Linked DNA regions of Mus musculus: regions 2, 3, 4, 5, 6 and 7 are each linked to region 1. The links are chromatin contacts, called in public HiCAR-type, HiChIP or PLAC-seq, capture Hi-C and promoter capture Hi-C maps. All regions are on one chromosome and are shown on one strand. The core of a region is the stretch at or near the end of the contact, and the rest is flanking DNA. Distances in the headings are between cores, read along the strand shown. Region 1 holds the start of Sdr42e1 (short chain dehydrogenase/reductase family 42E, member 1). Region 2 holds the start of Taf1c (TATA-box binding protein associated factor, RNA polymerase I, C). Region 3 holds the start of Mbtps1 (membrane-bound transcription factor peptidase, site 1). Region 4 holds the start of Necab2 (N-terminal EF-hand calcium binding protein 2). Region 5 holds the start of Hsbp1 (heat shock factor binding protein 1). Region 6 overlaps Cdh13 (cadherin 13). Region 7 overlaps Cdh13 (cadherin 13).

Region 1 (3,795 bases), core at 863-3,362:
TATGAAATTAAAAAAAGGAAGAGTTAAGTCACGGCCCGAATTTGGCATTCAACACCATTTGTCTCCTAAATGACCTATAAAATGCATATTGCCCTGAAAACCGATGCTTAAGAGAATTTCTTTCTCTGGTCACTTTTAGCATAGATTTCCTATCTGGGCTTTTACAAAATCTACTAACCGGCAGTGAGAACTCGGGGAGTAATTACAAAGTCTGTAATTTTCCTTTCAGATGTAAATGTTTATATTCTAAGAGTCCTCAGGGGACAAAATAATATTAACATTTAATATAGCACACTCCGTGTTTATCCATACAGGAAATGTGGGCATCCCCTGGAGGATCCTGGGATTGCTCACAGGAAAACAATCTCCTGTATTGAATTCTCAGGGGTCCCTTCTTCCACGGCTGCTGGTCTCAAGAGGACATAGCTGGGCTCCCAGCTCCTGAGCATCCGTCTTCTTCTTTTCTAAGTTTGTTTGTTTGTTTTTTTTTTAATATCCCAAGGAGCCACAGAAAAGCTGTCCCTAAAGACCACTGAATACAACCCTATCTTCCCTCTCCTGAGGCCTACGGCCAGATGGAAGCTGAAGACCAGGCAGCCAAGAAAGTCAGGGTCCCACCAGCATCTTCGCTTTCTTCTTCTGGCCTCCATTTGTTTTTATGTCCTGGGGCTTGTGTCTACCTTTGTGACTTTATGTATATACATGAGGAAAACCAAGCTGTGGATGACATCATTCATGTGAGCCCATTTGAGTGAGTCTGAATATGGGACCAGTTCTGTTAACAAGGAAAGCACTTGGAGTCAAAAACCTTCATTTTTCCAGTTTCCAGAACAAAACTCTCTGACCCAGGGTCCCGTATAAGGCACATGTCTCTTTGGGCTATATACACATACTATGCAGCTTTCTTTAAGCCCACAGCTCTAATGAGAGGGCATATGGTGTTCCTAACAAGGAGAAAGCTAGCTTCCTCTCCTCATAGCTTCTAAGTCCTTCGGGAACGAAGGTTGGGCTTCGCTTGTTACATAGTCAGTGGCCATAGTAACAGGGAGCAGGGAAAACAAAATCAGGAACACAACAAAACATATCCACATATAGAAACCAAAGGTCAGGAAAAAAACAGGCTTTGAAAAAGTAAGTGGAGGGGCTGGAGAGATGGCTTAGCAGATAAACGCACTTCCTGCTCTTGCAGAGGACCTAGGTTTACATCCCAGCACTTAACATGGTGGCTCACAACTGGCCTGTAACTCCAGTTCTAGGAGATCTGTGGCATGTGGTTGCATATGTGCAGGCAAAACACTCATATACATAAAATTATATATATATAAATAATATATATATATATATATATATATATATATATATATATATATATTTGTTTGTTTTGTTTTTTGAGACAGGGTTTCTCTGTGTAGCCCTGGCTGGCCTGGAACTCAGAAATCTGCCTGTCTCTGCCACCCAAGTGCTGGGATTAAAAGTGTGCATCACCACTGCCCAGCTAAAATAAAATATTTTTAAAGAAACGTGGAGAGCGACTGTTCCCTTACTTACAGACCTTCATCTGTCGTCTATCCTTTCTCCAGCCAGAAGTCCATCAATCCATCCACCCACACACCCATCTATCCATGTTCTCAGCCATCTATCCACCATCTATTTATCCATATACCACCTCTCCATCATCCCATATACTTAACCCGCATACCTATTTACCTACACATCCACCCACCTACCCATCTTTCTACCCACCCACATACCCATCCACCCATATATTTTTCTATCTGCCCACATACCCATCCACCCACCCATCCACCTATCCATCTACTCACCTGCCCACCCGTCTGTCCATTCATCCGCCCACCCACCCATCCAAGGAAACCGGCTGAGCTAAACCCCTTCTTCGATCAGTTCTGCACTCATTAATAGAGGTACACAGAGAGATGGAAGCCTGGAAGCAGAAGCTGAAGGTAGGAAGAGGAGTCTAGATGACCCTCTCAAAAGATTCTGAAACTCGGAACTGCCTCAGCACAGTTTAAAACTGAGAAACCACTTGCTCATCATAGAGATGAGGGAACCTCCGGGCTTCCTAGAGAGACCCGGAAGCGGTTTTAGGAGCCAGTTTGACAGCTTTTGCTCTAGAGCGGGGGCAGCAAGGCACCAGAGGCTCTTTCGTCTTGCTTCTACAAGCCACGCTGTCGTCTGCCTCTGTGAGTGGTCTGGGGTCGCAAGGGCTGTCGTCACCCACGGGGTCCCTATTCTGGGATGGCAGGGCGGTCCTAAACGCACTTTGCCGGGCTTATGACGAGCCGGCTGAGGGTGAAAGGAGCCTGAAGTGTCCATTGAGGGTAACAGGTGGCATTTGAGAACGACAAGTAGTGGGTGATGATGATAGCTGGTAGTTAAGGGTCACAAATGACAGCTGAGGATAACTAATAGTTGCTGAAGGTGACGGATGGTTCTTGAGGGTGACAACGGTTGTAAGTATCACCAAATTGGATGAGTCTAATTGCCGCCGCCTCAGAACTGTGTTTAAGTATCAGTGGTATAACTTTAAAACTCCTGTAATAAACGAGCGTACCACGGTTGCTGTGATTTGCATTTTAAGGGAGGAGGAGGCAAGGTTAAAAAGTTGTCCAGGCCATCTTCAGCTACATATGCAGCTAGAGACACGAGCTCTGGGGTACTGGTTAGTTCATAGTGTTGGGCCATCATTGGGAAGAGAGGCCATTTGGTCTTGCAAACTTTATATGCCCCAGTACAGGGGAACACCAGGGCCAAGAAGTAGGAGTGGGTGTCAGGATAGCATTTGAAATGTAAATGAAGAAAATACCTAATAAAAAACTGGAAGAAAAAAAAAAGCTGTCCAGGGTCACACAAGTAGCTGATGGTAGATCTAAATCCAGGACCCAATTTCATGATTCCCTATATAAGAGTTTTAATGCTGTGTCACATGCCCCAATGCCTCATGGGAATAGATGAGGTAGCTCTTCCTTTGCCTTTCTGAGCCATTACAGAATGTGCCGGTTGTGAAACGATACACAGTCCAGATCAGTGTATGCTCCATACCTATTGCTTCAGGTCAGAGACTCTGGCCAGCCCTCTGGGACTGCTGGGGTTGGGACATGAGTGATGAAGTCAGGTGTCCCTTGGCCTAGTGGATACATAGAACCCTGTAATCCACTCACTCCCTATGGGACTTGGAGCTGTTGATCATTCTGTCTCTGGGCCCGAGTTTATTCACATGCAAAACGGGACCCACTGGTTAGCATTGTCTCTTTTAGGGCAGTGATGAGCACTCAAGTGACATAATTTATAAACACATTGTAGCGCAGCGCCAGGCACTTAGGAAATGGCAGGAAATGCCACGGTGGTAGGATGGAGTGTCAGGCATACTGACTTCCAGACAGAAGGAGGCATGAGTGTAGCAGAGAGGACGAGGGCAGTTAGAAGGCTGTGGAATGCTCATCTATCCAGAGCACTAGGCTCCAGTTTACCAGGTGCTCTTTGTCCCTGAAGACTGTTCTAGACCAGGAGTCTACATTCACATAGAGTTTCCATGGTGATTTGAAACACAGATTGGTTATGGTGACTATTAAAATGTTCATGGGATGAGAAGATGGCTTCGCACTTGCCATAAAGTGTTTGTCGTGCAAGTGTGAGATGGATGCTGGCCGTAGTGGCATGTATGTGAAATCCTAGCCCTGGGAAGGTGGAGTCAGATGGATCTCTGAGACTTATTACTGCCTAACTAACTGAGCCAAATCAATAAATCCAGGCAGTGAGAGACCCTGCCTCAAAACA
Region 2 (3,795 bases), core at 683-3,182, 1.9 Mb before region 1:
GTTTCTCTGTGTAACAGCCCTGGCTGTCCTGGAACTTGCTCTGTAGACCAGGCTGGCCTCAAACTCACAGAGATCTGCCTGTTTCTGTGTCTCTTGAGGGTGGGATTAAAGATGTGTGTTACCACACCCAACTGCTCAGCAAACTGCTTTAACATACCTCTAGGTAGCCCCTGATGTACCTTGATATCAAGATACAGGGATAATGGTGCATTTCTAGCTAGACAGTGGTGCTAAAGCCATAAGCAGGGAATTCCTGTATTACCCAGCAATGGGAAAGAGGTTGACTCAAACACAGCCCTCATCTTACAGAGAAGGCAGCTGACAGTCAGACATGGGGGTACACACCTTTAATCCCATTATCAGGAGGCAGAGACAGGTAGATCTCTGAGTTTGAAACCAACTTGCTTTACAGAGCAAACTCCAGGACAACCAGGGCTACACATAGAGAAACCCTGTCTCAAAAAAAAAAATCAATAAAATAATAATAGTAATAAAGTTATGCATGAGCCAAATAGACACCAACGAGCATGCCCCCATATGATGGCTAGTTTTGGTGGTCAACTGAATATTTGAAATTAACTGGGACCCAAACTGCTGGGCACACTTGTGAGGAAGTTTAAAAAAAATTATTTATTTATTTATTATATGCAAGTACACTGTAGCTGTCTTCAGAGGCACCAGTAGAGGGCATCAAACCCCATTACAGATGGTTGTGAGCCACCATGTGGTTGCTGGAATTTGAACTCAGGACTTTGGGAAGAGCTGTCAGTGCTCTTAACCGCTGAGCCATCTCTCCAGCCCTGTGAGGGATTTTCTTAATCAGATTATTTGAAGGAGGAAGAGCCATCCTAAATCACCTTCTGGTGGCAGCCCAGATAAAAGAAATGGAAAAAGAAACCATGATTTGTGCCTGCTGGACCTCACCCTCACCGGCAAAACCATTTATTTTATGGCATTGCTGAAGTTTTCCTTTCAGTATTCAAATCAATTTCTTTAGGATTCCAACAGAGACTGAAGCTCGGCGGCTCTTTAGGAATGGCCCAGGACTACAGCACCAGATCAGAACTGCTGAGACAACCAGCCTCGTGGACGGAACAGTACCAAATTCTCCTTGCCATTTCTGTCATAAGACAGCTATTATTGAACTACGCAGATCACAGCCTGTAAGCCGGTCTAATAAAATCTCCTCTATTCCATACTCATTCAATCAGTTCTGTTCCTTTAGAGATCCCTTAATAAACTCAGGAACACAGATTTTTCTCCCTGAATAACTTGCTCCACCATGAAGACCGATTTATGAAGTTCTGATAATTACAGGACAAAGGAAAGTCAAACCCAAAGAAGTCGTCAAACACATTGGCGGGAATGTCATGTAGGTAGGTTGCAGTGACGCAGGAGAATCTGTTCCTTGTCTCGATTCTATCTGAAGATATTCTTAGCCTCCAGGCGATGGAAAGCAAGTGGTCAGCAGAGCCACGCGTCCTAAGTTTTACGCGATAGTGTCAGGACCAAGGCAACTTACAGGCAGAGCCCAGGACTCGCTGCATGCGAGCGAGTTTGAACAGATCCCCCAAAACTCGCAGGTGCACACACAAGGAATATTAGCTTGAGAATGACAAGCTAATATTCCCTCCTGGCCCCTGTTAAAGCCACACATGCACCCAGAGGTGTCTATGAAGCGGATTCTAGGACTTGTGGGTAATAAATACAGTGCGTGGCTCATCGGAGGTGCTCACTTGTTCGTTGAGAGGATCAATTCAAGCTTCTCAACACTTTTGTGAAATAGGATGGAAATTTCATAGCTTAGGCGCCACGACCATGCATATTGGCCCTCAGCTCTGCAGGTGGCGCTGGAGGACTCGGTTAGATGATCTGGGGGCGGGACTTCCTGTTTCTCGGGCGAACTTCCGGCCTGATCCGGAAAACAGTTTAGTCTGCTCCAACAGTTGTGGGTGGCGGCGTTGAGGTTCGGCACTCTGGCTCCTTTGCGGCCCCGGGGTCAGGTGAGGCTGTTGCGGGAATGCTGAGAGCACGTGGCAGACCACGTGGCTATAGAGACTGGTCGATTACAGCGCTGAGGCTCGTCCTAGATGCTGGCCACGAGGGAGGGCGGTCCGGGAACACTTGTGGTTACTACACACCGGTTTTCAGTTCAGACTCTAAATTCAGCGCCTTCACGTCTTGTCCAGCGGGTACTAGTGCTCTGCTGGTGCTCTTATTGCGGATGTTAGATTTAATTTTTACTAAAAATGAGGGCTGACTTGACAGTTACTGCTTCTAAAGAGTTCCTGCATTTATTCAGCCCACGGGCATTTTCGGAGAAGCCTGTGTTTGGCAGTGGGGAAGCAGGAATAGTACGCAGCCCATGTCCACAGAGGGGTGGAAGAAAGTCAGCCTGCTACTGTCATGCGCAGCGCGTTGATGAACGCTCAGCCTTCATCGGCATCACTTGGTCCTCCACACTCTCCCCTTTGTATATTCTGTGGTTGCTTATCTCTTTGGCACTTTACCTGCCACGAGGCCTTTTGCGATCACTTTCTCCCCAGCCCCTCTTCCAAGGTGTGAGCAGAGATATCTGTCTGGCTGCCCTCAAGAGAGTGAGCAGTCCTTGGGCAGCCCTGCTGACGCGCTGGCATTAGGCATAGTCTGGTCTTTATCTGCTACCTTGTAGTGGTCTCCCCTACTGTGTTCTGAGAACCCTGGTGCACTGTTGAGACTCCTAATGAAGGCGTGTGTAACGTTAGATACATTCTCTCCAGGATGGACTTCCCTGGCACCCTGCGCCCTTCATTGTTTAAGGCCGGTCCACTTGGCATGACTGATGGCCCTGACCTGTCCTTCATGTGCAGCTGGAGAGATGCACTGACCCTGCCAGGGTCCCAGCCACAGAACTGCAAGGTGAGGATGGAAATAGGGTCCTTTCCTTGGTCTGTTCCTCCTCCTTGCTCACTTATTGGGAAAAGAGGTCTAGGCAGCTGCTACTTGAGCTGCGCACCGGTTGCCCTGCTGTCCAGACAGTGTCTCTCAACAGAGGCTGTGGCTCCTCTTTCCTCGCTCCCTCTCCCTGGGTTCAGCAGGTGTTTATGTGTTGGGGTCCTTACAGGCCCAGGAGCCCAGCATGAGGAAGTCAGGCAACCCCACCTAAGGGACTTCCAGTTATGGTGAGAGACTGTACACCAACGGGCAGACCTTTTATAGTGTGGCCTTGACTTGCCTGAATTAGTGGAATGCCAGGGGCAGGATTTCTGCTCTTGGGAGGTCCATCTCTAGCAGCCTTGTATTGAGTACATTGAGGAGAGCATGTCAAAGAGAGGGTGTTGGGGGAGGGGAGTTCTTGGTCCTTGGGACAAGGGTGCCCACTGAATGGCAGGACTCAGAGGAGATAGCTGAGGAAGTTGGAGCTCATTGGGTTGTGGGTAGGCAGTCATGACTTAGGCGCTTCCTTTGAAAGCTGCTGTGAATGAAGTTTAGAATTCAGTTCAGACTCTGGAGTCGGTTGCCTGGGTTCAAGTCCATGCCTGTTTGTTGCTTCTGTCACCTAGGGCGGCAGCCTCATGCTTCAGGGTTCCTCATTAGCGAAGTGACCACCTTTTCACATTTGTCCCGAGGACTGAGTTAGTTAATTGGCAGGGATTGCACACCTGTCATGTTATTGCTGCCCCGTTTCCCTAGGATCCGACCTTGTCCTTTGCCAAGAACCTACTGTGGGAGCCATCGACGCCAGGACCCCTCCCCCTCCTGATGCCTCCTGATCCTGGTAAGAGTCTCTCTCCTTTTGGGCCCCCTCCAAGGACC
Region 3 (3,795 bases), core at 446-2,945, 1.9 Mb before region 1:
TCTGTACACTGAGGTCCTCCCTATATAACACACATCGCTACAGAACCACGGTGATAAAATTCCTAAGTTTGGTTGTTTGAAGTGGGAGATTTACAACGGAAAGTAATTGCTCTAGTTATTCTGAGACAGCCCCTAGGCAGCTGTTAGCCAGGGTCAGCATGTGCGCTTGGCAGAATATTGCTCTTCCTGATACGAGAACCTGGACTTAATGAGGACCGGGATTCAATGGTGTTGTGACCCAGTACCCGCTTTGAACTTTCTAACAGAGGCATGGTCTTTGATACGGGAGTGTTCCTAATGGCCGGGGGTGTCTCCATTTGTCCTGTCCCTAATCAGTGGTGATCTTAACAGAAACCCAGAAAACCAAAACTTTAATTACATTTGTGGTAAAGCCATCTCTTTCCTACAGTCTGGTTAGTCCACTACTCAGCTCTGAGCACTCCTTTAGCTAAAGTCTACTGTATGCAGGCTTAATGGGTCCTTTATGACATCAACTTATTGCTCCCAGCTTCTCCTGAGCCAGCAAGGGTCTTCTAATTACTGGGCTTCAGGCATCTGAAGGACAGAAGACCTTGGGGAGAGTGTGGCGAATCAGCAGGGAGACATCAGGCCAAGAGCAAGATTCAAGTCTCAGGGCAGAGAGTGGGCAGGCAATGGGGTTGCCACAGCGAGTTTCCGGAATGATGGGTTATCCATAGGATTCTGGAACCTGGGAATAAATGCGGTCTATCCTTTTCAATGTGTGGGGCTACTGTCTCAGAACCGCCCTTTTAAAATCTCGTTTGTATGTCTGTGTAGGATTATGTATAGGCGTGCAGGTGCCCTCAGAGGCCAAAAACCTGATCCCTCCGAAGCTGAAGTTACAGTGAGCAGGTTCTGGGATGGAAACTTGGCTCCTATACAAGAGTACTGTCCCCTCTTACATGCACTCTTCTGACTGAACACCTGAGGGAAAACACAAGAGTGCTGCACAAGGTCCCCTCCATACCCTGACCTAAATCCTGGGTCCGGATCCCCTTTTCTTGAGTTTGCTCGGCTGGAGGTCCCAATGCAAAACCCAGTTTCCATACCAGGTTTGGCAGCCAAGGTGAGCTTATGAGCCTAGGACTCAGGGTTTGTCTCCTCCATCCTGTTTGCTTCAGTCACAGTCCCCGAGCACACTTAGGTTGTGCCAGGGCCAAGAGTGATCGATCCAGCTCAGTACTAAGGCTGAGAATGGGCCCGTTCTACAGGTGGCTAAATTGCTCAAGTGCGTTTTACCAGACGAAATTCACCTTGATCCTGTTTGTTCCAAATGGTAAATAGTTGGTGTTACAAACGTCCTGTTTCTCAAGATGCTGATGCACCCTCCTGGCAGCAGTAATAAACTGGGGCCATGGGAGTAGTTCAGGAGAACACATAGATTGGATAGGCGCCGTCCCACTTCAGCCGCGCAAAGGTGCTCGCACCCTTCCTGAGTTTCCAGGCCAGGAAACCTGGAGAAACCTAAACCACCAGGGTTCCCTATATATACCCAGAGAGGGCGATTTGGCCTCGCCCTCGGCTCCGCCCCTTCCCGACCCCTCCCCCAAGACCGCAAATGTCGCGAGAGCTCCGCACAGCCTCTCGCCTCGGTGCCGGGCCGTCAGGAGCGCGCACGCAGGTCGCGGGCGCGCAGAGCACGCCGGGCCGTCGTAACCCCCCCACGCCCCAGCGGCGTGGTCTCGCGAGACTTGCGAGTAAACATCCCCCGAATGGAGACCCGAGGCGTGTTCGCGGCGGAGCCGCCGTTCTCCCGGGTCCGCCGACCCCGAGCCTGAGGCGGACGCAGGTACGTTTGCCGGCGGCGGCCGAGAGCCGGACGCGCCCTAGGCTCAGCCGTCCGCTGCCCGCGCGGGGGCCGCCGGCTACCGCAGCTGCTTCCCCAGAAATTGGCCCGGAGCGGCGGCGGCGGCTGCGGCGGCCTGGCCTGCGCCTGCGCGCCGCGGTGCGCAAGCGCCGTTCGCCTCCGCAGGGCCCTGCGGTCGCGAGCCCCGGGGAACCGAGCTGCAGCTCAGTGCACATCGCGGCTCGGACTCGCATTTGCTGTAGGTGTTTTTGAGTGGCGCTTTGAAGGGACGGGAGGAGCACTTGAAGATTTCATTCTGGGATCAGCCTCGCTAGCAACCCCTAGGTTTGGAGGCGAATGAAAAAGCCGGACAGAGAAAAGCATAAAAATCTGCAAAACTAGTCGGGGGGGGAAAAAGTTAATATTTAAGACAAGGTCTGAGTAGCTCAAGCTGGCTTTGAACTCCTGATCCTCACGTCTCTGCCTGGCGCTGGGATTAAAGACGTACAGCGCCACACCACTTACCGTTATTTTTTAAACGCAAGACCGTGATTTCTATAAAGTGTCCTATGTATCACAGGGTCACTTGTATTAAGTGGTCCCGCCCTGTGACTTTGTGTCATCTTGCGGAGCAGTTCAGTCGGCACCACAGCCCGCTTTGAGAACCACTCCCCAGACTCCCGGTACCCTGCTGTGGTTAGAACCGATTTTTAGTCTGCTATTTTAGTCACCGATGGACCTGTCTCCTTAGGTTTGCTTTTTGGGAATAGTGGGTCAAGAGTCGCATGTGGCCTTTGGTGTCTTGTTTCCAGAATTCATCTATGTTGTTGCATAAACCAGTACCTTTTTTTATGGTTGTAGCGTAAGTCAGTATTTCATCTTTTACGGCTGAATGATAGTCCGTTGTTTAATAGCCCACAGTTACCCCTATTCATGTGGAATACCTTTTGCCAAGGTCTTATCTTGCAGTATGTGACACATTTGGCCACAGAGCTAATTTTTTGTGGACTTTTTGGTTTTTGTTTTTGTTTTGAGTGTAAGGGTGAAGTGGCTACTGGAACCTGCACTTTTGCTCATTAGGACTCTCCTGCAGTCTCTAAACACCCCTTATAACCAACAATTTGCTGTTACTATCTAAAAAGTGATGCGGTGTTGGCAGGCCTCCCCCTCGCCCCTCGGGAATGAAGGAGCATGTTTTCTGGTCAGATCTTGTTCATTCTTGGTGCTGTCATATGCTTTATTCTCTGACTCAGTTCTCTCTCCGATGGTCGGCAATCTTTGGACTAGGAGGACCAAAAGGGAAGTCTGTGTGTGTGTGTGTGTGTGTGTGTGTGTGTGTGTGCGCGCGCTTCCTTGATCACACTCCACCTGATTTTTTTTTTTTTTTTTTTTGAGACAGGGACTCAGTGATTCTGGAGCCTCTGATTGAGTGAGACTAAGGGGCCACTGTGTCCCAGGGGCAGTCTACCTCAGCTTTCTGTGTGAGTTTTGGGGACTTAATTCAAGTCCTCGTGCTCCATGGATCATCTTCCCAGCTCCTCTAAGGAATCTCTTCAGTGATTTCTTTTGAGGAGAAAGTTGTATATGATTAGCAATTTCTTTTTTTCCCTAAAGTGAGTTATGTTCATTTCAATGTTCATTGGTGCTTTGCCTGCCTGTATATGTATGTGAGGGTGTTGGGTCCCCTGGAACTGCAGTTACAGACAGTTCTAAGCTGCCACATGGGTGCAAGGGATCAAACCTGGGTCTTCTGGAAGAGCAGCCAGTGTTCTTAACTACTGAGCCATGTCTCCAGCCTCTTATTAACAACTCTTGATTGCTTTGGGGGTGGTATAGATGGGATCAGAACCCATCCATTGATCTGAAATGCTCAGGAATCTAGACTTTCCAAAGGTATTGTAGGAGGTGACCGATGAGTGGATTTTTTTCCTAGTGGTGCAGTCTGGTTTGATATGTTTTCTAAGTCCACGTATGTATGATGTATATAG
Region 4 (3,795 bases), core at 343-2,842, 1.8 Mb before region 1:
CTGCAGGGCTGGGGTGGGGAGAGCGGTGTGGTGCATGAGGCACGAGGTGGGATGAGGAGTGAGTCTGGGGTCCAAGAGTGAGGACAGGAAGACAGTGAAGGAGGACAGTTGCTCAGGGTGGAGCTGGGGGGGGGGGTGAGGACGCCTAGGTCCAGGCAATGATTCTGATTCTATGGAAAGAGAGGAGCTGGGGAAGGGGCTTCACTCGCAAAGCGGCACAGCACGGGGGCTCATCTACATCCGCAGAGAAGAGAACAGTGGTGGTTCCGGGCTGTGTGTGGGGAAGTGCAGGGAAGAATCCAGGATAGAGAGGAGGGGGCTAGCAGTGCCCAGTTCTTGTCCCTATCGTAGGGACTCAAGTGATGGTTTGGTTAGGACCTGAAGAGGGGAATAGCGGCCAGACTTACAGCAGTTCTCGGGGACTGGGCTATCGGATGCGGGGATGCGGGAATGTGAAGGAGGAGATGTAGAGGGTCGTGCGGTTCCAGTGGGGACCGGTGCCCCAGCCACGATGGAAGGGGAGTAGCGTGGGTCCGTGCTATGTAATTAGTGGAAGCGGGAACGTGGAGGGGGGCGACTGAGGAGAGGGTCCTCGGTGGGTGCGGACCCAAGCCTCAGCCGCGATGGGGTGGTGGGAGGGCTCGCTCTGGAGATCCCCACGCGGAGGAGGGTCCCAGGCTATGAGATATGGGGATGCAAGGAAGCGGAAGAAGAGGATGGAAGTGAGGGTAATACGGTCCGGGTGGAGTTGGGGTCTTGGACGGGGGTGTCCCTGCGGGAAGAAGAGGTCCCAGCTATGGGATGTGGAGATGAGATAAAGTGGAGGGAGGAATGGAGAGGATCTTGAGGTCTGGGTTGGGGGACAGGCGTCTCAGCGGCAGTGAGAGTTGGGGCTTGCGCTCGGGGTCCCCGCGCCAAGGAGGGTCTCAGCAATAGGATGCGGGGATGCGGGAACAGGCAGGGAGCGAATGGTGGAGAGGGTCCTTAGGTCCCGGGTGTGGACTGGCACCCAGCCGCGCTGGGCGGAGGGTCCCGCGCGTACTCACGTCCAGGATGACGGCTGTGCCCCCTCGCGATGCGGCGGGCCCGGGGCCGGGGTCCGCGGAGGGGATGTCGGGGACGAGCGGTGCACGGGGTTCCCCCATCCTGGCGCCCACCCAGCGCAGCAGCCCGCCCAGCGCGCGGCCCTGCGGCGGCGGCTCCCGGAGCAGCCTGTGCGCGCCGGCCCTGCACAGGCGCGCCGCCCGCTCGCACATCTCGCCCGCCGACCCCCGCCCGGCCGCGCCCCCGCGCGCCCCCTGCCCGCGCCCGCCCGCCCGCGCACGCCGCTCCCGCCGCCGGCCCCGCGGCCCGGACACCGCGGGGACCGCCAGTGCCGGGGGTGGGGGGGCTACCCGGACCCCGAGCCACGTGCTCCGCGCCCGCCACCCCCACCCCGCCGGCCAAGAGCGGAGGCAGGGGACTGCCCGCGGGGACGCGGGGCCCAGCGACCGGACCCTGGCACGGCCCCCGAGGGGGATGGCTTCGTTCACGCAGAACTTAGGGCGGGTGTGGAGGAGGGTGGGGGCCCCGGGATTGTGCCCCCGTCCCCGCCAGGGTCTCGCTGACCCCCGGTCCCCTCCCCCCTTGGTACTGGTGTCCGGTGAGCCCCGAGCGCCCTCTGCCGGATGATTCTCCCCGAGTCCCTTCCTCCCCTCCTCCACCCGCGGGCGCTAGTTGCCCAGAAGGTAGAGCAAGACGCAGACTTGTGCAAGTGACTCAGACTCAAGACACCTGAATAGGGGTCCCGGGACTGGACACCAGCCTGCTCAAAGGCCCTGAGGCGGGAGGTGAGACTCAAATGGGCAGACCAGGGGACAGAGTGGACAGGGCTGCATCAGGCTTCTGGAAGCCTCATTCCTGACCCAGACTCCATAGAGTCTAGCCCTGTGCCTATGGATGCTCCACTCTGGGGCCCTATCGCTTGTTCTCCTGGAGCTGCGGGCTTTACCCAGGGGCCCAGTGCGCGGTCTATTTGCCTAGCCACTTCCCAAGCACAGACTCCTCAGGCACAGTGGAGGCACAGCTGGTTTTATTACAGATCTGATGGTGAAAAGTTGGGCCTGGGGCCCTCCAAGTTGGACACTCAGCTGGCCCTGTGACTCCAGCACACACTGACAGTTTCAAGGGGGCCCCCTGGTCTATGGCTACTGCTCCCACCTGGGGCCTCATCTCGCCTGAGGGTAGGGCAGCCTGTGTTCCCCATGCCTCTGGGGCAGATAGTCCATCCACATGGCTCAAGTCTTCCCCTTCTGCTGGGGAGACTGGTTCCCAAATGGGAAATCTTTAGATGGGCTCACGTCCCGCTGGGCTGTGATAAGCCCTCTTCCTCTTCAGGGCCTGGGTGTCAGGGTGCCAGGCTAATGTTAAGGTGGCTTCCTGGTCTCCTTCTTCAGCAGGGAGCTGGCAGCAGCCAGGGCCCCGCCCTGGACAAATCTCACAAAGTTGTCCCCAGCCAACGGCCCCAGGGCATACAGGCCCTCCTGGTGAGTGCTCTCATGGGTGAAGGGGTCCACGTCAATGGGGTTCCTCTTGGGACTCAGTGGCTGATCTGGGTCTATGACCAAGTCAGCACCTGCCCTGGGGAGGTAGGAGAGGTCGGGGTGGGAGCCAATGAGGACCAGCACCATGGAGACCCCAAAGAGCTGCTGGCCCCCCTGTGGGTCCTGGAACACTGCTTGGTGGTCCTCTTTGAAGAGCAGTGGCTGGTGCTCAGGGAGGCTGCGGTAGCCCTCATAGGGGCTAGGAGACAAGATGGACTGATCGCGCATCATCTGCTGCACTTTGTGGTACTCAGGGTATAGCATCTTGGGCAGCTGGTTGAATACCAGGCCGGGGTCATGCACGGACCGGCGGAAAGCATGGATCACCTGGATGTTGTAGTGACGGGCAAAGAGGACAGCATCGGCTGCAGATAGCCCTGCTCCCACAATCAGCACCGGGTCTGAGGTTGGGTTCACAGTGCCTGCCCGAAGGGCTGCCTCCAGGGCTGACAGGTCGTGGTGGACAAAGGGCAGGGTCTCTCCTGGGATGCCTAGCATGGCTGGGCTGTCAAAGGTGCCTGTGGCCAGGACCACATTACGGGCCCGCAGTGAGAAGGGCTGGTGGCCGTGGTCCTTGGTAGTCAAGTAGCCATTCACTTGGAAGAGGGGACTGGATGCCTGGACCTCGGGACTGCCATGCTCGGACTTAGCCCACTCCACGGCAGTGACCACGGCACCAGACACAAAGTTGTGACTTAGGCCTTTCTTGATCACGTAGTCCCGGTAGTAGTGGGCGATGTCACCGGCTGTGGCTCTGCTGTTGCGGAGACCTCTAAAGAGGAAGCAGACGTGGAGGGGCTGGGTATCAGAGACAGGCATGGTAGTAGGCACTGGCCAGTGTGACGGCATGCCCTGCTGAGGGGAGGCTTGGGTGTCTCCCATGTAAAGCAGAACTAACAAGGGTACCATCCAAAGCCTGAAACCCCCTGTGCCTCAGTTTCCCTATGTGTGAGTGTATTGGCAACATCCCATGAGGGTCTTGGGAGATCGTACAGTGTTGGGTACAAGCCAAGCACCTAGACTGGAACTTGACCATGGGGTGACATGTCTGGGCTGGCCACATCATTACCCTCAATGGGCAATAACAGTCTGAAAGCTGGTGACTACCTGCACTCGGGAGACTGAGGCAGGAGGACCACCAGTTTAAGGCCAGCCTCGAATGCTAAGACCCTGCGTCAAAAACTAAAAACAAACAAAACAACAATAACAAAAA
Region 5 (3,795 bases), core at 334-2,833, 1.7 Mb before region 1:
GTAATACAACTCGGAAATGTGAAATCTACCCAAGGAACTAGTTTGGCATGGAACATTTCTTTTCTTTTTAAAGATTTATTTATTTTACGTATATGAGTACGCTGTAGCTGTACAGATGGTTGTGAGCCTTCACGTGGTTGTTGGGAATTGAATTTAGGACCTGTGCTCGCTCAGGTCGGCCTGAAGATTTATTATTATAGATAAGTACACTGTAGCTGTCTACAGACTCACCAGAAGAGGGCGTCAGATCTCACTTCGGGTGGTATTTCAAAAACTTGGGAGTTCACCGGTGGGGAGGAGAGAGGTCTCCTGATAACCGATCAACGACACCCCCCCACCCCGTCGCACTGACGGGCGTTTTACGCTGAGGTAACCCCCCCCCCTCACCTTCAACTCTTCTGGGCAGTAGGAATCTTGTTTTCAGGGTCCAGTTCTTCTACTCCAGCCTGGGTCATGAGGTCAGCGATATTCTTCTCCAGGTCGTCAATCCGACTGCTCATGTCATCTAGTGGCACAGTTAAAGAGCCCGCACGGCAGCATCACCTCACCTCGGCCTCTCCCCCCCAGGCCCCCGCCCACTGGTTTAAACAGCTGCTTCCCCAGTTTCATCTGGCTACAGTGACAGCCTGGCGGTCGGGGTTCGGGGGGACTGGGGTGAGTTTTCTTCCCTACACCTCCAACTCTAGAAGTACTCCCAGACAACGGTTACCATGCAAACCCCTTTACTGGTGTTCTGGAGGGGCACCAACAAGGGCTTGGGGTAGGTCTCGCTGTGTCTCTGGCTCTTGGCACAGTCCTCCACGGGAACACAATATAGCCAAGATCAGGAAAGACACTTCTAAGTGGGGACGGGGAAAAGGCTCGGCCGTTAAGAGCACGCGAGGCTCCTGCAGAGGGCACGAGTGTACTGGGCAGTTCACAACCGCCTGTTACTCCAGCTCCAGGGGATCCAACGCCTCTGGTCTCAGTCACTCCCAGTACCCCCTTATACATATAATTAAAAATAATAAACCCTTTGTAAAAAAAAAGGCAATTTCTAAATGACTAACTGAAATCTGTTTGTAAACCACCCCGCTCACCCCCACAGTTAAGAAACTGCCTCCAAATCAAAAGGATATTCCTTCCGATGATCTGGTCTGACATGATCTGAAACTTGTCTTGCATCTGCTGCAAGAGCGTCTCCACCTAAGAGAAACCAGGACAAGTCAGCCGATCCCAACCTATGCCGAGACCCCCTTCCTGGGACCGGCGTTGGGGAGCCGAGGACGCAGGCATGAAGGGGGGGTGGGGTGGTGGTGGTTCCCGGCTGGAGTGTGAGGCCTTCAGCAAGGGCCTGCCAGCTCGGATCGGTGTCCCTGCGGGTCAGGTCCGGAGGGTCCGGGTCGGGGCCGACCGGAGGGCGAGCCCCGCAGGTGCGCGGGCCGAGGCCGCTGGCCACACCCCACGCCAGGGCCGAGAGCGGCCCCGGGGTGTCCAGGCCCATATGAGGCTGCCGCTTACCACCAAGGTGATGTCCTGCATGGTCTTGGGGTCCGTCTCGGCCATCTCCCCGGTGCCCAGCTTGGCGGCGATGTCTCGGAACCGTCACCTACACTTCGGTTTCTCGGCGCAGACGCCCACAAGCCGACAGTTCTCGCGACTACACGGTCACGGGACCGCGAGGCATTGTGGGTGTTGTAGTTTCTGCCACGCACCGGAAGGTCCTAGGAGGCTTCAGATTGTCCTGCCTGCGGATAAGCTACGCCCCCCAGTTCTTAGCTCCGCCTTCATCTTCCGCCCAGTTCCACCCTGAAGGCTGAACCGAGAGGAAGAGGAGGAGAAAACGCCGGAAATGGACCAAAATTGTGGGGATTAGCGTTGGCTTCTTCCATGGATGTAGTTAGGCACTCAGGCCTTGCAAGGCGAAGCCGGTGACGAGCTTGCTTCAAAGTCTGACACTGTGAGTTCAATCTCTGTGATCCACATGTTGGAAGCAGAAACTCGATTCCCACAAATTGTGTGTGCACTGCTGTGACATGCATGCATACACACATAAACATACACACAAAATAAGAAAGTGTTCTGTTACTACTAAAAAACATTAGGGGGCTGGAGAGATGGCTCAGCGGTTAAGAGCACTCACTGCTCTTCCAGAGGACCCGGGTTCTATTCCCAGCACCCACAGGGTAGCTCACAACTCCAAATCTAGGAGACCCAACAACCTCACACAGACAAAACACAGTGCAGGCAGTGGAGGAGGCTGGGATAGAATATCGTGGTCATTTGAATACAAATGGCCCCATAGGCCCATAGGGACTGGCCCTATTAGGAGGTTTGGCCTTGTTGGAGTAGGTGTGACCTTGTTGGAGGAGGTGTGTCACTAGGAGGCGGACTTTGGGGTTTCAGAAGTTCAAGCCTGGCCAGTGTCCTGCTGTGTGTGGATCCAGATGTAGAACTCTCAGCTCCTCTTCCAGCACCATGTCTGCCTGCACATGCCATGCTTCCTGTCATGATGATAGTGGACTAGTCCTCTGAACTGTAAGCCAGCCCCAGTTAAATATTTTCTTTTATGAGAGTTGTTGTGGGTATGGTGTCTCTTCACAGCAATAGATGTCCTAACTAAGACAGATCCAATTCTTTACATTTATGGACTGGAGTGGGGGTGTCTCTGAGTCTAGCAAACCAGTGAAGGTACGCGGCGTTAGGATATAAGGTCCGATTGTTCCACCCTACCTTGGGGCTGTTATAGGGAGTTGGGCAGCTTAAGGAAGACTCTAGACAGGGCAGGAGGAGTGGCTGATCCCCTCTGCAGAGCCAACACCGGCCAGAGTTCTCCATGTTCCTACGTTACAGTGAATTGTACAGGCACATGGATGGCTACAGGCCAGGAGACAGTTTAGTAAAGGAGAGAAACAGGGAACTCCAGCGTCCACCAGACCCAGGCTGAGGCCCAGCTTCAAAAGGGACCAGGTCTGTGACCTTCCCTAAGTTATTTACTTACCGTGTGTTCTTCTTCAGCAGCATCTGGGAAAGTTTTCAAAATTCTGCTTTCTGTTGAGTGAGGACCCCAACTTCCAGTCCCACAGAATGGCCCCTGACTATTTGTCTGCAACTGACACACAAGCTTGGTCTCAGGACTGTGTTTTGGGGTGAGGGTGGGGTAACTGCAGTTTGTTTAGCTGAAGGAAGACTAAGTCTTATTAGCATTGGTAACTAAGGTGGGTCAGGCCTGGCCAGGGAGATAGATGTGTGGTTCAGCTGTCTTCCCCAGTTGTCATCTGACCACATCCTCCCCAGCCCCCTCTCCCTCTCCCCCAACCTCAATTCACACGGAGGACTCCCTTCCCATGGTAGACAAGCAAAGCGATTGTGTGTGTGTGCACGCACGTGTGTGCATGTGTCCAGGAATACAGGCACCCTCAGAATCCAGAAGAGGGTGTTGGGTCCCTGGAGCTGGAGTTACAGACAATTGTGAGCAGCCCAGTATGGGTGCTGGGAATCAGACTCAGGTCCTCTCAACTGTGAGCCATTTTTCCAGCCTCTGCCTCCTCCCCTCTTTCCTTCCTAGGACACTGGCAGTTGTTGGCTTTGTTTGTTTGAATTTTTCTTCATCTAAACTGCAAACTTGACCCTCCTGAGTGATAGATTAATTTTCTTCTTATACTTAAGGACAGATGTGATTTCTGGTGTGTTAAGTCTCTCTTCTCTTCTCTTTCTCTTCTCTTCTCTTCTCTTCTCTTCTCTTCTCTTCTCTTCTCTTCTCTTCTCTTTTTGAGACAGGGTTTCTCTGTGTAGCCCTGGCTGTCCAGGAACTCA
Region 6 (3,795 bases), core at 636-3,135, 1.6 Mb before region 1:
CTCACATATAGCCAAGCCTAGCCTGGACCACAGATCCTGCTGCCCCTGTCTCCCAGGAGCTGGGATTATAGGAGGGCGTCACTGTGCCCAGCACGTCTGTCTTTTTCTCTTTGGTAACGGGGATGGGACCCAAGGCTTCCTTTGTTCTAGGTACATGCACCACTACTGAGATGCAGCACCAGGTCTTTTAAAAAAAATGCCATTTTAAAAAAATTCATAATTTTAGCCAGACAGGATATTTCTCACTTTCCAAACACCAGGCTTTTTTTTTTCCTGGTAGGTTCCATTGCCCAGGAACGTGCGTAAGCGTCATACCTAGCTGATGATACACAAAACTGAAAACATGGCATGATCCTAATTTTAAAATGTATACATGGCTGCAGAAAGATCAGAAGGGAATATATTAAAACCCAAGTGGCGATTATCTCCCCAGGTAATGAACATTAAAATAATACCTTCTTCTGTTTCTAATTTTCTTTACAATAACCGTGAGGGCTATAATAACCAGAAAGGAAATGTTAGATTAGGAAGTTACACAGGAATTAAAGGTAGTTTCTTTTCAATTCTGTACTGCTCCCTTTTCTCTCAGCCTTCACTTTTTTGTTTTTACAACAAATTGATTTTTTAGTAAATTCACAGTCTCGTAACCAGCGCCATGCTCTGACTCTAGAGCACCCTCATTGTCCCCAAGAAGAGACCTTTGCGCTAACTCTCTAGTACCCACTGCAGGCCCTGGGCAATCGCCAGCCTACTTTCTATGGTTGATTCATTCCAGACATTTCATATAAATGAAATATGCAGTATGCAATCTTAAAAATTATTTTACATGCATGGGGTTTTATCTTTTACTTGCATGTATGTCTGTGCATCACATGCATGCAGTATCTGTGGAGGCCAGAAGAGGGCGTGAGACCCCCCTGAACTGGAGTTAAAGAGGGTTGTGGGCTGCCGTGTTGGTGCTGGAAACTTAAGAGCAGACTTTATTCTTAACTGCTGAACCATCTCTTCAGCCAATATGTGATCTTTTTTGAATCTTATTTTGTTTAATGCCGTGTTTCTGAGGCCCATCCATGTTGAAGTCCACCCCAGCATTGGTCCCTGATGGCGGAATCACATGCCACCATGTGGGTATAGCATGCCGTGTCTGTGTGTTCACTGCGGATGGGCGTTTGCAGTTTTCAGTTTTTGATTGTTACAGACAAGCCTGCTGTCAACATCTGCATGCAAGAGACCAGATTTGCACATGGGGGCAGGATCCCTAGCTCATGAGACCCCAAGTGACCCCTTAGATGAACAGGGTCCTTGGGGGTAGTTGGGTGGGCTGGTTTCAAAGACACAGAACAAAACCAGGTGTGGAGTGCACATCTGTAATCCCAACACTCGGGAAGTAGAGACAGTAGGGTCAGAAGTTCAAGGCCATCCTCAGCTGCATAGCAGATTCAAGGCCAGATGGGCTACGTGGATGCCAACACACAGACACACACACACACACACTGGGACACACACACAGACACAGAAACACAGACACACACTGAGACACACACACTGGGACACAGACACAGAGACACAGACACACACACTGAGACACACACACACACACTGGGACACACACACACTGAGACACACACGCACTGAGATACACACACACTGAGACACACACACACACTGGGACACACACACACTGAGACACACACACACTGAGACACACACACACACACACACACACACACACACTTCAGAATGTCAGGATCACACAAATCCTCCCAGAAGCTAACTCTGAGAAGTGCTGGGAAGTAGTAAGTTGCCCTCGTCACTGGTCCCACATCTGCCTGGACATGTTCTAGAGGCACACAGCGTAGGCTCCCGGGGAATCATGAGTTAACATGACTTCACATGGTGAACATCTGCCTGACAATGGGATACTCCCACACTCAAGGGAATAATCAACCACCTTGAGTGTTTTCATTCATTTTTTTATAGCAAAGGAATCGAACGGGATTGTGTGGAAAATGTGGAGGGCGAGGCTGCACTGGTCAGGCTTCCTGGCTCGTCAGAGTTCACCTCACATTGTAGACCTGAAGAGACAGCATTTCACATCTGCCCTGCTGGGTTTCCAAGGGCTTCAGATTATCAAGCCATATTGATAATCTTAATTATTACATCGATCTTATCACATCAACAATCAATCATATTAATATTGATAGAGATATTCATTTATATCGATAGCTTTGACAGGAAGCGGAGGAGGCTGGAGATACAGGGAAGAATGGCCTGCAGTGAATGACCCTACCACGCTGGGAAAGGTGCCAAGGAGGGCTGGCAGAGGGATGATGCTAAGATGCCGTGGGCTGAGCTGGTACACATGGGCGTGGCTGACAGTATTTTCACATCCCAGTCAATTTCTTGGCTATAAAAAAATGAGTGGAAATATTCTGTTTCACGTTATGGCTGGTTATTCCCTTGAGTGTGGGAGTGTCCCGCTGTCAGGCAGATGGTCCTTGGCTTAGCCCCACCTACCCAGTCAAGGGCATGTCCCTGATGGTGCTGATGATAAAGGAGACATTTTTCTAACATCTTTGTAGATGGGCTTGGAGGCCCCTTATTTCCTGAGGAAAATGCTCAGTTCATTCCCAGGGTGGTCACAGACAGCATCTCCATGTCTGGCTGAGACCCCAAAGACCCTACAATGATCAGTTAGGAAGATCAGTCCGTGACTCCACTCAAGGAGTGCAGCACTTAAATATCCAAGCTGTTTAGTTTATGTGTGCCTGGACATCGCGCCTCAGGAGCTGTACTGGCTGGCTTTGTGTGTCATCTTGACACAGGCTGGAGTTATCACAGAGAAAGGAGCTTCAGTTGGGGAAATGCCTCCATGAGATCCAGTTGTGGGGCATTTTCTCAATTAGTGATCAAGGCGGGAGGGTCCCTTGTGGGTGGTACCATCTCTGGGCTGGTGGTCTTGGGTTCTATAAGCAAGTAAGCTGAGCAAGCCAGGGGAAGCAAGCCAGTAAGCAACATCCCTCCATGGCCTCTGCATCAGCTCCTGCTTCCTGACCTGCTTGAGTTCCAGTCCTGACTTCCTTTGGTGATGAACAGCAGTGTGGAAGTGTAAGCTGAATAAATCCTTTCCTCCCCAACTTGCTTCTTGGTCATGATGTTTGTGCAGGAATAGAAACCCTGACTAAGACAGGAACCATTTATCTTGTCTCTCACTAGAACCTTGGTCTCGGGCTGGACTGGTGGGTCAGAGAGCCCCAGGGATTCGTCTGGCTCCACCCCCTCACCCCCCAGCTGTTTTAGTTGTGTCTCCTGCTGCTTTGTTAAAACACTCTGACTAAAGCAACTTTGTATCGAACAGTTCCTGGTCACAGACCTTCACTGCGAAAAGTCAAGGCAGCAGAACTTTGGTGCGGCTTTTCACTGCACGTTGCTGGTAGTCAAGAGCAGAGAGAACGGATGTGTGTCCTAGCTCCTCTGCTCTTACAGAGTCCAGAACCGAAACCCAGGGACTCGTGTCACCTACCAGAGGTGGGTCTTTCTATCTCAACTAAAGTAATCAAGACGAGCCCCCACAGACATGCCTGGGGCCATCTTGATCTAGGAAATTTTTCATGGAGACCTTCCAGGTGATCCTAGATCATATCAAACTGACAAAGCTAACCGCCATTGCTGTGCTGGGATTAGAAGCACACAGCACCATGCCTGGCTGTTTTTACATGGGTGTTGGGGATTGACATCATGATCTTAGGTTTGTGCTGCAAGCAAGCACTCTTCTGAGCCATTCCCGTGCTCCCC
Region 7 (3,795 bases), core at 492-2,991, 1.3 Mb before region 1:
CCAGCATTGCCTTCTGGACAGGGGCCTGGGCACTACTCTACTTCTGCCTGCTGGCTTCAATCCAGCTCTCTCTAGGCCCTACTTCTGGGCCACCCTATGTCCTTGCAATTCCCTATTTATACTGAAGGGGCAGCAGGCGCAGACTGAGATGGTGCTGCTGTGAAGACAGCAAGGGTATGCTCTGACCACAGCTACAGTCTAGCTCCTAGGGGGTTGAGAGGGCTGAGGGCCCAGGGTCGTCCTCCATGCCTATTTATAGTTTTAACTAAGATGCCTCATCGCTCCCGCTGAGACAGCAGCCAGGGGGTGACACACGCCCTGTGGAGAGGGCCTCTACCCTCAGGGAACTCTTAAAGCTGATGTGTGTGTTTGTGAGAATAGGTAGTGAGACAACGCCTTTCACAAAGAATGCGGAGTGTGCATTGTTCTGGGATCCAGCCTTAAACAAATAAAGAAGCACATATGCTAGGCTATTAGTTCCCAGGGACTGCTGGGAGAGAGGGGCGGGGACTGTAGGAGATGGGAGACTTGTCCTTCTCAGACTGTCTTGTTATGATCCCCTGCTTCATCTTCATTTTTACCATCAACATCTGTTGCTTTCAATTCACCCAGAGGGGAGGAAAATCTATGAATCTGCTTATCTGGATCCTGAGGTTACGGGTGACTTCATTTTCTGCCTCAGACATTTTCCGCAGTATAGAAAGAACACTCAGGAATTAAAAGAAGGGATGGGTCACCCATCACCCATGATATGCGCTCCCACATGGCCATCACAGAGGAAGGGGACCCACACACATGTTGAGCAGTCCTGAAAAGGAGACAGGTGCAGAGCCAGCTGCAGGTGGCCTCTGCTCTGACAGCACGAGTCATGGGTGGACTGTGTGTGTTTCTGAACAGAACTCCTCCTTCGGTAGGGGCTACATCCTGACTGGAGGGGTCTCAGGGAAACTGCTGAGGAAGGCTTTGTCACAGAGAAGGAATGTTTCAATGTTCATACTGACAGCCCTCCACATCCACGGGCTCTGTGCCTTGCATTCGACCTGTTTTCCCGGAGAGAAGCATTTGGGGAGAAATAGTGACATCTGTATGGAGCATGTGTAGGCTTTTCTCTCATCGTTCCCTAAACACCGTTCAGCAAAAACCTACACTGCATTTACATTCCATGAGGCGCTGAAGATAATAGAGAGATGAGGTGCCGGGTGTGTGCGGCTCTCCTATGCCAACAGTACGCCATCTTAGAATCTACTGACTCGGGCATCTTTGAGAGGTGGTAATGGTTGGTTTTAATGTCACTTGCCACAGTTTAGGTCTCTGGGCAGGAAAAGCCTCGTCTGAGGAAGGCCCGCCTCAGGAGAGGGTGTCATCTGCTGGTGGCAGCCCAGAGAGTAGGGCCATGGCAAAGGAAGATTATCCTTCGCCGTTTGCTTGCTTGGCCTTCCTCCTTCAGCTCGGTTGTTTACCGTTTCTGCTGCTGTTGCTGCTGCTGCTGTAGATTTTATGTGGTAGAAGAATGAGCTCTAGTTTCAAGCCAGGTGCTTTGGGACTCAAGACAGCTCAGAAGGGATGAGTCGGGTCAGGGACTGTCCACTCTCTTAAAAGCATCTGAATTTACATCCCACTCCCAGAGGCTGCTAGGAAAGTCAACATAACCGAGTAGTCATCTTCCAGCCCTAGGACTCTCCTAGAAGGACTTCATTCTGGAAAAGCTGAGTCACTGCGAGCCAGCGGGCAGCCAACACAATGTCTGTCTGCTAATCTGTGTGGAAGGAACAGCTTGTCTCCAAAGTGTGAACCTCGCACATGGCACACACCTCGGCTTTTTCATTCTCGCAAGATGTATTATTTCATTATAGCAAAATGGGGCGAACCTGTACTGTGAGCTGTTTCGTTTATGAGGTTGCTAAGTAACCAATTTGCCCCTTGGGTTCCCAAGGAGGCCGAGGGTGCTAAACTTCATGTTGTAAATCAGGGCGGTGGAGGAACTCAGGGTAGCCTTAGGAATGTCTGAAGGGTACAATTGCCATGGTGACTGACGGGATTTAGCCCTTAATTTGAGGGCTCAAATCAAGCTTAAACTTCTGGATTATAAGCAAGGGGAAAGGGAAGTTATTACAGCTATGTTTAAAGGGGTGGGATTAAAGTGTACAGAAATACAAAATACATGAACATAAATGCAAATGTATGTAAATTAGGTACCCATTGGAAAAGACTGAGAGTCAAATCTCTTATTAATGATGGTGGGTGTAATGTCTGACTCCAGCTGCCTTCTGATTTGTCGGGAGCCATTCTAGGGCTTGCCTTGAGTCCTGCCCCGACACCTGAGGCAGATCTTTCGATGTTTTTTAACCATCAGAAAAACGAGATGTCATGGATGACCCAGTCTACCTGGGTTCTCCGCCCACCAATGTGCCAGCCGCCGCTCTTTCAGGAGAGTCAGAGTTCAGTGAGGCAGGAGAGGGCTGCATGGGATTGTTTGCTTGTTTTTAATATATTTATTTGAGATAGGGCCTCCTGTATCCCTGCACGACATTGTACTATCTATGAAACAGCCAAAGATGCCCTTGAACTCCTGATCTTCTTGCTTCTATCTCCTGAGTGCTGGCATTACAGGCTCCTGCCATCATACCCATGTGGTGCTTGGGGGTCCAACTAAGGGCTTTGTACAGATAGGCAAGCACTGGACCAACTGAGCCATAGCTCCAGCAGCATGTAGTATATTTTCATTTCAGTAAAACAAAACAAAACAAAAACAAACAAACAAAAAAAACAAAACCTCAGTATGAACCACATCAGCAGACTGAGCAGTGCAGCCGGGTTTGGCTGGCAAGCCTTGGATTTAAGGCCGATTGGGTTATCACCTCCCTTTGGTGCAAGGAGGAGACGCAGGGAGCACTCTTTTCAGGACAGGTCTGTGAGCACTGCTCAGGAGCTCATGCTCCTCTGAGGTATGAAGTGCTCCTACAGACATCGGGAAAGAACAAATTTGATCTCTAACATCTATGTGAGAAGACACAAGAAAAAACAAAAAACAAAATCAAAATAAAAAACAAACAAAACCCCCCCAAAACACTGACAGTTAGAAACCATTTACCCCACTTTCTTTTAAAAAAATTATCAATTATTCAGTGTGTGTGTATGTATGTGTGTGCGCGCACATGTATATGCTGTGGTCATGGCACACATACATGTAGAGGTCAGGGAACAGCTTGTGGGAATTAGTTCTCTCCTTCTGCCATGTGAGGTCTGGGGATCAAACCCAGATTGTCAGCCTTGGCCACAAGCATCTTTGCCCACTGAGCCATCTAGCCAGCCCCTTCCCACTTTTTTAAGGTCATGCCTTGGGTAGTCACTGAGTTCCAGAATTGACTTATGAAAATAGGCACTCCAGAGGCAGACTGGGTTCAGATTCCTGGCCTGCTACGCACTAGCCACTCATTCCTGGTAAAACTGCTTAGCCCCTCTGTGCCTCTGTTTTGGTTTGTTTGTTTGTTTTTTAAATCTACAAAGTGCAACTATCACTGTTACAAACATTTCACAGGACTTTGGGTGATTAAATTCTACTATTTGTGTAAAGAACATAGCATAGTGAGTCCTCAGAAAGAGCAGCCATCAGTACCATCCCAGACAGTACAGGAAAGCACAGGCAGGTACACAGGGTCAGCCATTAGAATAACCTAAGCAGGCTTGGTGCATTGCAAGTGTTCCTGTGAGCCATTACAAAACCCACAGCTATCAAGGGGCCTAGATGGACAGACTGTGGACTTAGGGGGCCACATTCTTACTTGACCCCATGTT

What was found. Promoter capture Hi-C pulls out the DNA fragments that hold promoters and counts their contacts. HiCAR-type assays count read pairs that join an accessible place to other places. HiChIP or PLAC-seq counts read pairs in DNA pulled down with a chosen protein or histone mark. Capture Hi-C pulls out chosen DNA fragments and counts their contacts.
Region 2: a contact with region 1 is called in a promoter capture Hi-C map of hippocampal neurons, with 4 times the contacts expected there. The contact joins the promoter of Taf1c here to the promoter of Sdr42e1 in region 1.
Region 3: a capture Hi-C map of embryonic stem cells shows a contact between it and region 1, with 3 times the contacts expected there. The contact joins the promoter of Mbtps1 here to the promoter of Sdr42e1 in region 1. A contact is called at or near these places in 2 of 39 promoter capture datasets (cranial neural crest and liver) and 1 of 9 other capture datasets (embryonic stem cells).
Region 4: a contact with region 1 is called in a HiCAR-type map of astrocytes, with 5 times the contacts expected there. The contact joins the promoter of Necab2 here to the promoter of Sdr42e1 in region 1. A contact is called at or near these places in 2 of 39 promoter capture datasets (hippocampal neurons and liver), 1 of 115 datasets of contacts at active chromatin or transcription factors (astrocytes) and 1 of 9 other capture datasets (embryonic stem cells).
Region 5: a contact with region 1 is called in an H3K4me3 HiChIP or PLAC-seq map of stem cell-derived neural progenitor cells, with 8 times the contacts expected there. The contact joins the promoter of Hsbp1 here to the promoter of Sdr42e1 in region 1. A contact is called at or near these places in 2 of 39 promoter capture datasets (embryonic stem cells and hippocampal neurons), 5 of 115 datasets of contacts at active chromatin or transcription factors (embryonic forebrain, embryonic midbrain, embryonic stem cells and 2 more) and 1 of 9 other capture datasets (liver).
Region 6: a promoter capture Hi-C map of hippocampal neurons shows a contact between it and region 1, with 9 times the contacts expected there. The contact joins the enhancer-like site here to the promoter of Sdr42e1 in region 1. A contact is called at or near these places in 9 of 39 promoter capture datasets (the 3T3-L1 cell line, the C10 cell line, embryonic stem cells and 5 more), 1 of 15 datasets of contacts at CTCF or cohesin (large pre-B cells) and 1 of 9 other capture datasets (adipose tissue).
Region 7: a promoter capture Hi-C map of hippocampal neurons shows a contact between it and region 1, with 8 times the contacts expected there. The contact joins the enhancer-like site here to the promoter of Sdr42e1 in region 1. A contact is called at or near these places in 6 of 39 promoter capture datasets (the 3T3-L1 cell line, the C10 cell line, embryonic stem cells and 3 more) and 1 of 9 other capture datasets (liver).

What each region holds. Positions count from the first base shown.
Region 1 is chr8:117,672,006-117,675,800 of GRCm38.p6, reverse strand. It overlaps Sdr42e1 (short chain dehydrogenase/reductase family 42E, member 1), which reads left to right and starts at 2,112. Exons shown (of 3, transcript NM_001357273.1): 1 at 2,112-2,201.
Region 2 is chr8:119,603,343-119,607,137 of GRCm38.p6, reverse strand. Taf1c (TATA-box binding protein associated factor, RNA polymerase I, C) reads left to right here and starts at 1,932. Exons shown (of 15, transcript NM_021441.3): 1 at 1,932-2,003; 2 at 2,760-2,898; 3 at 3,673-3,757. The coding sequence starts at 2,761.
Region 3 is chr8:119,556,661-119,560,455 of GRCm38.p6, reverse strand. Mbtps1 (membrane-bound transcription factor peptidase, site 1) reads left to right here and starts at 1,695. Exons shown (of 23, transcript NM_001167910.1): 1 at 1,695-1,810.
Region 4 is chr8:119,444,516-119,448,310 of GRCm38.p6, reverse strand. It overlaps Necab2 (N-terminal EF-hand calcium binding protein 2), which reads right to left and starts at 1,592. Exons shown (of 13, transcript NM_054095.2): 1 at 1,047-1,592. The coding sequence starts at 1,256. Osgin1 (oxidative stress induced growth inhibitor 1) reads right to left here. Exons shown (of 6, transcript NM_027950.2): 6 at 2,055-3,354. The coding sequence ends at 2,406.
Region 5 is chr8:119,342,326-119,346,120 of GRCm38.p6, reverse strand. Hsbp1 (heat shock factor binding protein 1) reads right to left here and starts at 1,583. Exons shown (of 4, transcript NM_024219.1): 1 at 1,501-1,583; 2 at 1,119-1,185; 3 at 388-508. The coding sequence starts at 1,545. The coding sequence ends at 390.
Region 6 is chr8:119,302,956-119,306,750 of GRCm38.p6, reverse strand. All of the region lies in intron 11 of Cdh13 (cadherin 13), which reads right to left. Among named protein-coding and RNA genes, the nearest start is that of Hsbp1, 40 kb to the left of the region's middle. Within about 2 kb of position 1,885, at least 15 of the 459 cell types and tissues checked have an H3K27ac peak or open chromatin away from gene starts, as enhancers often do. A contact at or near this core is called in hippocampal neurons, where this site is marked.
Region 7 is chr8:119,019,022-119,022,816 of GRCm38.p6, reverse strand. All of the region lies in intron 6 of Cdh13 (cadherin 13), which reads right to left. Among named protein-coding and RNA genes, the nearest start is that of Gm31893, 37 kb to the left of the region's middle. Within about 2 kb of position 1,741, at least 45 of the 459 cell types and tissues checked have an H3K27ac peak or open chromatin away from gene starts, as enhancers often do. A contact at or near this core is called in hippocampal neurons, where this site is marked.